Regions from separate parts of the Pan troglodytes genome. Here region 2 is linked to region 1. Evidence: chromatin contacts called from public Hi-C data. All regions are on one chromosome and are shown on one strand. The core of a region is the stretch at or near the end of the contact, and the rest is flanking DNA. Distances in the headings are between cores, read along the strand shown.

Region 1 (4,262 bases), core at 518-3,017:
TGAACTCTTTAATTAGAGTTTTCTTGTATAGTGGCAGAGATGTCTATTTCTGCATTCAAAAGTGTAATGATGTACTTATTCATGCTAAACTTTTTATAAAAGTTTAGTTGTAAATTAACCCTTTTATACAAAATAAATCAAGTGTGTTTATTGAATGGTGATTGCCTGCTTTATTTCAGAGGACCAGTGCTTTGATTTTTATTATGCTATGTTATAACTGAACCCAAATAAATACAAGTTCAAATTTATGTAGACTGTATAAGATTATAATAAAACATGTCTGAAGTCAATACCTGAATTCCGAGTGGTTTTTAAGATCTCTGGCATTCACTAGCTCTTTTCTCTCTGTCTCCCCCTCTCGGCCCCCCCCCCCCCCCCCACACACACATATTGTTTTCTTTATCCCCTTCTCCATCCCCCCACCAGCAGCACCCCTGAAGCCTTTACTTGTGTACAGAGAATCTTATCAGATGTGTGGTAAGGCAGAGGGCTGAGTTGACAGGGACTGGGGAGGCTTTGAGCACAGAAGTGCCTCTGAGTCCTTAAGAGAAAGCTTGGTTCTGTGCCTCAGGGCTGAGTTTAAAGCCAAGAATGAGTTGAGTCTGGGAGTGTGGAAGCACTACCTGTCTGAGTGGGCGTTAAGACGCTTCTCTGGAGTAAATGAAAGTTAATCAGGAGAAGAAAAGAGGCTGTACAGAATTCAGAACATGATTTCAGGTTTAAGGGAAGGCAGAAACACCCGAGGGTTACTGTTTGCCCAGGGAACTAAGCTGTCACCTGGCCCCGGGCTCCTGATGCCTCCTTGGCTTCGCCTGCGTCCACACCTGTAGCCCCCCCCCCACACCACCCACCTCCAGGCCTCCGGAGACGGGGCTGGGCCGGGCGCATTTTCCCGGACTTTTCAATCGCCCTCAGCCTTGACGGCCGCCCTGGACTGGAAGGAAGAGGCAGCGGGCAGAAGCCTTTCCAAGCCAAAGACCGCGGGTGGCCACGTGCTCAAGACTGGTCTGCGTTTTCGGTCCCGGGGCGCGAGGTGGGCTGGGAGGCTCTAGAAGGCGGGTCCCAGGTGGACGCGAACCGGGGGAGGAAGGGATCCGGGCGGGGCAGCAGCTCACCTGGGGCGGAACAGGTGTTCGGGCGGCGCCACCGAGGAGTCCGCGCGTCTCCCCGCCCTGACCCCCGATCGCTCCCCGCGGGCGCTGGCGCTGGAGGAGGGCGGGGGCCGTGGAGCCGCGGCCGCCCGGATCGCCCTGCGGACCCGCGCCGGGGACTGGGCTCTGCCGGGGCCAGCGCGGGGCGGTCGTGTGGTTGATCATCATACCCGGAGGAAGCCCTGAGGGCCGTAGGGGCGTCTTCCCCGTCGCAGGCTACCCGCGGACCTGGCCCCCAGGTCCCCGCCACCTGTCGCCAGCCGCGGCCCCGGCCGACCTCTGCGCGGCGGGGAGGGAAGCGCGCTCTGGTCCCAACCCGACCCCCGTCTCGCCTCCGGGAGAGGCGCAGACGCCGGCCGCACGCTCGCCCCCCAGCCACGGGGACCCGCGCGTAGTCCGCTCGGACAGCCCTGGGGAGCGTCCCCGGACGGAAGCAGTGCGGGCGGGACTGTGGGGCGGCCCGGGCCCTTTCGAGCCCCTGCCGGGCACCGCTGGCGACGTTGGCCCCGGGACCCCTGGAGCCGCAGCCGAGGCGCAGCGGCCCCTCTCGGAGGCGACTTCCCGCGGCGCCAGCCGCGCTGCCCGACTCCGGCCGTGGAGCCCGGGCGCCACCTGCTGGCCTACACGAGGACGGCGGCTCTCGCGCGGGGCCTAGTGGGCCTGGGGCCCGGGCACTGGGAACCCGAGGAGCAATCCGTGGGGTGGAGGAGGTCCCGGGAGAAAACGCCAGGGAGTGCGGCCTTTCCAAATGAGTGCTGCTCCAGCATGTGTACAGCCGTTTCCACGTGTGGATCTCATGTAATCTTTGCTACTGCATAGCATAGACAGGATCCCCTTTTGCAAATTAGTAGTTGCTGCCAACCTCTATGCTAGGTGCTGTCCCAGAGATTTTTAAAAAGATCAGACAGGATCCTAGTCTCAAAGAGACTATGCTTGGATTGTGGGGATAAATGAATTGTGAAGTCACATGAAAGCCAGAATGCTTTCCCTTCTCTTTCCTGGACGTTTTGTTAAATTTTGTTTTAATTTTTCTGAACTGCTTAATAACTATTAAGCAAGAACGCCAGTGTTAGTTAAAGCAGTGGGAGGTGGGAGTCGGCCTCCTTTTCTTATTCCAAATCCTAATGAGAATCGATCACATTTCTTCCATTTAGTAGGATGTGACTGTAGGCTTCTGTTGTAATAGATACTGTTTCTCAATTTTTGGAAGAGCCTTTCAATTGCTAGGCTTGTTGGAAGGGTTTTTTTTTTTTTTTTTTTTTTGAGAATTTTAAATCATAATTCGTGAGTCAATTGGTAAAATACTTTTGACTGCATTTACTGATATTATTTTTGTCTGGTGGATTACACTGATATTTCTGATACTGAACTAGCCATGCATTTCTGAAATAACTCCTACGTGAACATCATATATTATTACTTTTTATATCCACCGTGGATTCTGTTAGCCAATATTTTATTTTTGAAAATGAAATGGAACTGTGATTTACTTTCTTGTGTTGTCTGTAACTGGTTTTTGAATCAAGATCATACTAACCTCAAGCAATAAATGTACAGGTCAGTTTACATTTAATTTTAGCGTTCAAAGCCATGGGTGCATCCCTGAAGGTCGGCTAACGTGTTGTCTGTCTATTTCAGAGGTGAGCATTGAGTAGCCAACGGCACACAACCAGGCAGTGGGCAGACGAACTCAGTCCAGCGCTTTTTCAGGAACATAAAAAGGACTTTCAAGCAGAGGGTGAAGATGTAGACTCTAATAGAAAATAATATTCTTGTCAATAAGGAGCTGCTTTATAGAGCTTTTAAAATCCACAGCTAATAATTTGTGCGGCTCTCTGCAGGGCAGGTGCAGAGCCATCCCAATCCCCTTCAGCTTGACACCCCATACATCCTTCCAATTTTTGATGCATTTTGCTACCGGAAAAGGGGTTTCAGACTTTGAGTGTCTTTCTGGATGCTGATCCAGAAAAGGTGTTGGATGTTTTTCTATTTCATCATAAAGATACTTTGAAGACCAGGGGCAGTGGCTCACGCCTGTAATCCCAGCACTTTGGGAGGCCAAGGTGGGTGCATCGCTTGAGCCCTGGAGTTCAAGACCAGCCTGGGCAACATGGCAAAACCCCATCTCTGCTAAAAATACAAAAGTTAGTTGGGTGTGGTAGTGCACGCCTGTAGTCCCAGCTACTCAGGAGGCTGAGGTAGGAGGATCTCTTGAGCCCAGGAGGTCAAGGCTGCATGATTGTGCCACTGCACTGCAGCCTGAGTGACAGAGCGAGACCCTGTCTCAGAAAACTAATTAATTAATTTAATTAAAGATAATTTGAGTCAGAGGCAGCATAAGTTGAGAAGCTCAACATGTGTTTTGTTTATTGCTGACTAAAGTAGGCACTATGAGGAGCACCGCCTGAGACTGTAAGGAAGGAAGGAGATTTTCCAGAGGCCCTGAAGGAAGATGCAACAGAAGGACAGTGGGAAGAGCATGCACACATTTGTGGCAGTCCTGAGTGAGGGCACCAATCCCAGTAAACTAGGGCATTGGCCAAACAGGAATTACAGACAAGTTTTTACAACCCTGTGAAGCAGGGCATTGAAACTGATACTACCACCCAGGATCCTGGAAGGCCTGAAATCTCAGTTATAGATTAGAAAAAAATAATACTCATTAGCTCAGGAAGATCATAAGGAAGCTTGTGTGTGAACCTGAGCTCAAGAGGGAAATGAAAATCTACTCCGAAAATTTTTACCCATAAACATGCCCTTATGGGCAATGGAGATTCAAATATGTACTACCCACTTGGTTTGAGAAATTTTGATGCTGAGAAATTAACACAAAAATGGGTTTCTGGCTGGTGATACCCCCGGAGTGCTTGGAAGTGGCACATGCAAAGCTTCTTCTCTGGAGAGAAAATTTCTCAATACAGACTACACAGAATTCTCACATTTTCATGGTTGGGTGAAAGTCAGTTTATAATTCAAAAATTTTAAAAACACTGAAAACAATTTACCATGAGAGAATCAGTAGCTAAAATGAAGAGAAAGATTAGAAACAAAAGATCTAAAATGGCTATAAAGTAAGCACAACTAAGATGATTAAAGAAATTTAAAAATTAA
Region 2 (4,262 bases), core at 881-3,380, 140 kb before region 1:
GGAGGATCATTTTCATGCTCCATAACCCACGGCTATCAATAAAATTAATATTAGCTTCCAGTAAAGTCTAGAGAGGTGCTTCTCACACTAGAGTAGGCAACAGGGCCACCTGGAGAGTCAGGTAAAACTCGGAGGCACTGGCTCCAGGGGCCCAGACAGGTGAGGCCGTGTGGCTGGTCCTGCCCCCGCCTCTGAGCGGCACTGCTCGGCAGCCAGCAGCCCACCCCTGAGTGCAACACTCAGCAACCAAAGGCACCTGGCTGGGCGATGACTGACAGTGAGGCAGCTCCAAAACTCCCTTCCACAGCATTTACAAAACAGACACAAAGTTTTCTATTTGGAGGAGTCATTTGCTGCAATGGGGGTTTTCCCTTCGTTTTTGGAAATGCCATGAAATAAAATGTTAAATGTGACTCCAGTATCCTAATCTGAGGCACAGACAACTCACCGCAGTTACACCTCAGAGAAAACATGGGGCTCCCCGGGAGAGGGGCCTCACTCATCCTGGAGTTATGTTCTGACTTCTCAAAACATGAAACCATTTATATTGGCTCTGGCACATTCAAAAAAAAAAAATTCCCTTATGTCGCATGCACGCGCGCGTGCACAGAGATCAGCTTTCGGTTCACAATGAGTGTGCCCCTGGGTCTTTTCTGTGTCTCACTCATTGAGGCCTGGGGGACCAGGCCCAGGGGGACCGACAGGGTGCCTCCGTCTGTGCTCCTTGTCCCTGTTGGCCAGAGCTGGTGAATCACCCGGCCCCAGCAGCCTGCGTCCTTTCCCAATTACCGTAGCTGTCAGAGCTGACTAAAAAACCAGTAGCAGCTGGCAGGAAATGGGTAAGAAAACTGACCACAGAGAAACTGTAGGACTCTACAGAGCAGCGGCAGATAGACTCGGGGACAGGAAGTGGAGCTGTTAAGACTCGGCCCTTGCCTGCTCCCGGGCACCTCAGGGCCATCGTGCACCTGAGATGCTGCGGTGCTCACGTCACGCAGTGACCCCGCAGCAGGCACCAGCCACGGCCCCCGAAGGGAAAGAAGCAGTCAGGAGTGGCGGAGAAGCACCCCCAAAAGCCCAGGCCTTTGAGACTCCTGCAAAGGCAGTGGTTCTGCTAGTCCAGGGGTGATGGAATCGCAGCCGGCAGAGCCTGCGCTGTTGAGGACAAATGACCTGCTGGCCGTGCATTGCCTCACCTGGCTCCCTGAAGCCAAAATGACCAGCTCTCAGGCAGGGAGAGGCCACCACACATTGAGAACAGTGCTGGTGTTGAGGTGGGGAGGCGCTTCTCTGCGGAGTTACAGGTCCAGCGTTTTCAATACTCCCACCACGTTTCAGCCAATGCCAAGGGCGGGCCCTTCAGAATCCCTAGTGATGAGAAAGTATCAGCCAGGTGGCATGCTGGATCCTTCCATGCATCATCCCACTTCTGTTCACATACCCTAGGAGGCAGCTAAGACTATCCCCATTTTACGGATGTGCAAAGGGAGGCTCAGGATTAAATAGGCCTGGCCCTGGGTTCCACCACCTATCCACCTGTGAGGGGCAGAGCCCAGATTCAAAGTCTAACTGGGGTCTCTGCCCCGACGACCTCTGCTCACAGCGTGCCGCTAGGTGCTGAGATGGGAAGAGGAGAGAAGGGGTCAGAGGAGAGAGGGGGAGTGAGCACAGTGGAGGAGGCTTGCCTGGGCCCTGATGCTTCACCCAGAAAGAAAATGGGGTGGTCAGTGTTTAATCACATCTTCCCAGTGGCCCAAGCTGCATGTCCACCCAGGACACCATCCCAAGCAGCCCAGCAAGGGGGACCCACCCTCTCTGCACCAAGGCAGACCCAAGGTGCTTCCAGGGGCAGCCAGAACAGGGTGGCTTCTGTGTGGCCTGCTGTGGGACAAGCTGCTGTGACAAGAAGCAGCATCTGCTATTGAACTTGTGACCCGGGCCTTGGTCCCCCACAGGGAGCAGGGCACAGCTGGGACAGAGGGTGAGGGTCCCCTTCCCATCTCTCGGAGGTGGCAGAGTGCACCTGCTCCATGGAGCGTGCGCAGCCCCCTCTGCTGGCGCCCGGTCCAGCTCTCGGGTGAGCTAGACGGGAGTTCAGCTGGGCGTGACTCACCCCTGTTCCTGGAACTGTCTGAAGGCGGGGAGGATGCTGTGGGTAGGCTCTAACTGTATCATCTGGGCTGGGGCCGGTAGCAGATGGTCCTTATAAAAAAAAAAAAAAAAGTACTTCCATGTGGGCTTAAAATAGCGCAGCACTCACCATCAGCTGAATGGGGAAATGTACGAGCCAGTCTTTCACGTGGGAGTGGGCACTGCAGGCTGGAGGTTGGGACAAGGGGCCCAGACACCAGCCACAGTGGCCGAGCCCAGGAGGCGGAGAGGAGACGCCTCAGCACCCACGTCGTGCCTGGCCTAGACCAGGCAGGTGGCAGACACGGGCCCAAGCAGGCCCTGCCACGACGATGAAGATGACAATGAAGCCACAGAACCCTCCCGGTTGCCGCATGGGAGCCGGCTGGGAAACCGAGATGCCAGAACACCAGCCATCCACCACCCTGTCAGCCTCTCAGTCAGTCCAGGAAAAGCCTTTCTTCATCCTGGAAGTCGGGAAATGTGGCTCCCTAACAGGGGGCGGAAACAACTTTTGGTTCTGAGTCAATCTCTCTCTCTCCCCGGGCCCTACAGGAACACAAGAGTAAGGCCTGGAGCCTCTAGAGTCCGCCCCTCACTGATGTGTGTTCTGGGGCAGGTCACTTCCTCTTTCTGTGCCTCAGTTTCCTTATCTGTAAAATGGACGGAAAGCCCCACCTTCTCTAGGGCAAAGCCCAGCACCCGGAGGTGCTCTGTGAAGGAAGCCCACAGCCCTGCCTGGGTTGTCCCTGAGGCCCGAGAGAGCCCTTGGCCCCTTCTTCCCTTTTTAATACGTCCCTTCATCTTCCTTTAAACCATGCTGCACTTTGACATGTAGGGGTGATCGCTCTGAAAGTCGGGGTCTGGAGCGTCGCCTCTTGCTGCTGCTGTGTTGATGTGGAGGGAAGGGGGTGACAGGAGGGAAGCCGGGGCAGGGGCAGCAGGTGGGGAGTCTCACTCCATCCAGCCCAGCAGCCAGGGCTCCCAGGCATGGCAGGCCACCTTCCCGCCCTCCTGCCGCCCGCCCTGCCGGGGATCAGCAAATCGGAGCCCAGGTCGCCGTGGCCTTTGAGGGGTGGAGACTCTCCCAACTGCAGGGCAGGGTGAGGGAGCTCTAAGGGAGCCACGGGTCCTCAGTGGCTCGCCCAAGGCAGAAGGTTTGTCAGAGGTGGAGGGTTTGCACTGAGCCCACCTTGGTGTTGTGTGTGGACAAGCGTGCGGTGTGGTGGTAAATGTCGAACAACCAGCTCCACGGGGGCCTGGGGAGGGGATTAAAAATAGCTCTGATCTGTAGCGGCTGCCAATTTCGGCGGTATAATCACTCCCGCTGAAGCCGGTTTCATCCCCGCATGTGGAGTTGGGAAGAGACCACAAATGGGCTGCCATGAGCTCCAACACCCAGCACAGGGCTGGTGGATACGCGGTAACATGACCACCCTTCCCATACAGGCTGGCGTCCATCAGGGGCACAGACACGTATAATGACCCAGGCTCAACTGAAAGGCAGCAGAGCAAAAGAGTCAAAGAGTTAAGACCCGGACCCTTGAGTTAGGCTCAGGTTAACTGTGTCTGATTCATCCCGGCTCTAGTTACCAGCTGTGTGGCTTTGGGCAAGTTGCATAACCACTTTGGGCCTCGTATGTAAAGCGAAGATGATAATAGCGTCTGTCCTTTCACACGGATGTCTATTGTGCAGTAATGACCTGCAGTCACAAGCTGTTCTTTTTAAGGGATGGAATGGAGGGACAACACATCTGTCAGGAGAATGCTGAAACCTCTCCCTCCCGAAATTAAATGACGAAAAGTCTTCCCTCCACCCCGCAGCCTCCCCAGCTACTCCTTCACCTCTCTTCCCTCACAGGCGTCTTCTAAGGGTTTCCAGGCCTCCCCCACTTCCTCTCCTCCACCCACTCACCCCACGCTGCCAAGCAGCCTCTGCCCCACTTCTCCAAGGCGACTCTTGCCAATGTCACCAACAACCCCATTTTCTAAATCCAAGAGACATTTCTGTCATCCTCGTACTCTACGTCCCACCAGCCTTAAGCCCTGCTGCCCAAGCAACTTTCGAAACAACCGTGTCCCCAGTGTCCATTCCTTCTGCCTTCCCTCTGTCCATTCTCTGTCTCTTTGAC

What was found. A called contact is a pair of places that touch in the nucleus more often than the background predicts.
Region 2: a contact with region 1 is called in a Hi-C map of a lymphoblastoid cell line, with 6 times the contacts expected there. The contact joins two enhancer-like sites. A contact is called at or near these places in 3 of 7 Hi-C or Micro-C datasets (induced pluripotent stem cells and a lymphoblastoid cell line).

Annotation. Positions count from the first base shown.
Region 1 is chr12:114,188,731-114,192,992 of NHGRI_mPanTro3-v2.0_pri, reverse strand. LOC107972285 (a long non-coding RNA gene) reads right to left here. Exons shown (of 6, transcript XR_008546173.2): 6 at 2,705-2,904. It overlaps ID2 (inhibitor of DNA binding 2), which reads left to right. Exons shown (of 5, transcript XM_003308873.7): 5 at 1-290. Among named protein-coding and RNA genes, the nearest start is that of ID2, 7.5 kb to the left of the region's middle. Within about 2 kb of position 1,767, at least 10 of the 24 cell types and tissues checked have an H3K27ac peak or open chromatin away from gene starts, as enhancers often do. A contact at or near this core is called in a lymphoblastoid cell line, where this site is marked.
Region 2 is chr12:114,330,294-114,334,555 of NHGRI_mPanTro3-v2.0_pri, reverse strand. No RefSeq gene overlaps it. Among named protein-coding and RNA genes, the nearest start is that of ID2, 130 kb to the right of the region's middle. Within about 2 kb of position 2,130, at least 9 of the 24 cell types and tissues checked have an H3K27ac peak or open chromatin away from gene starts, as enhancers often do. A contact at or near this core is called in a lymphoblastoid cell line, where this site is marked.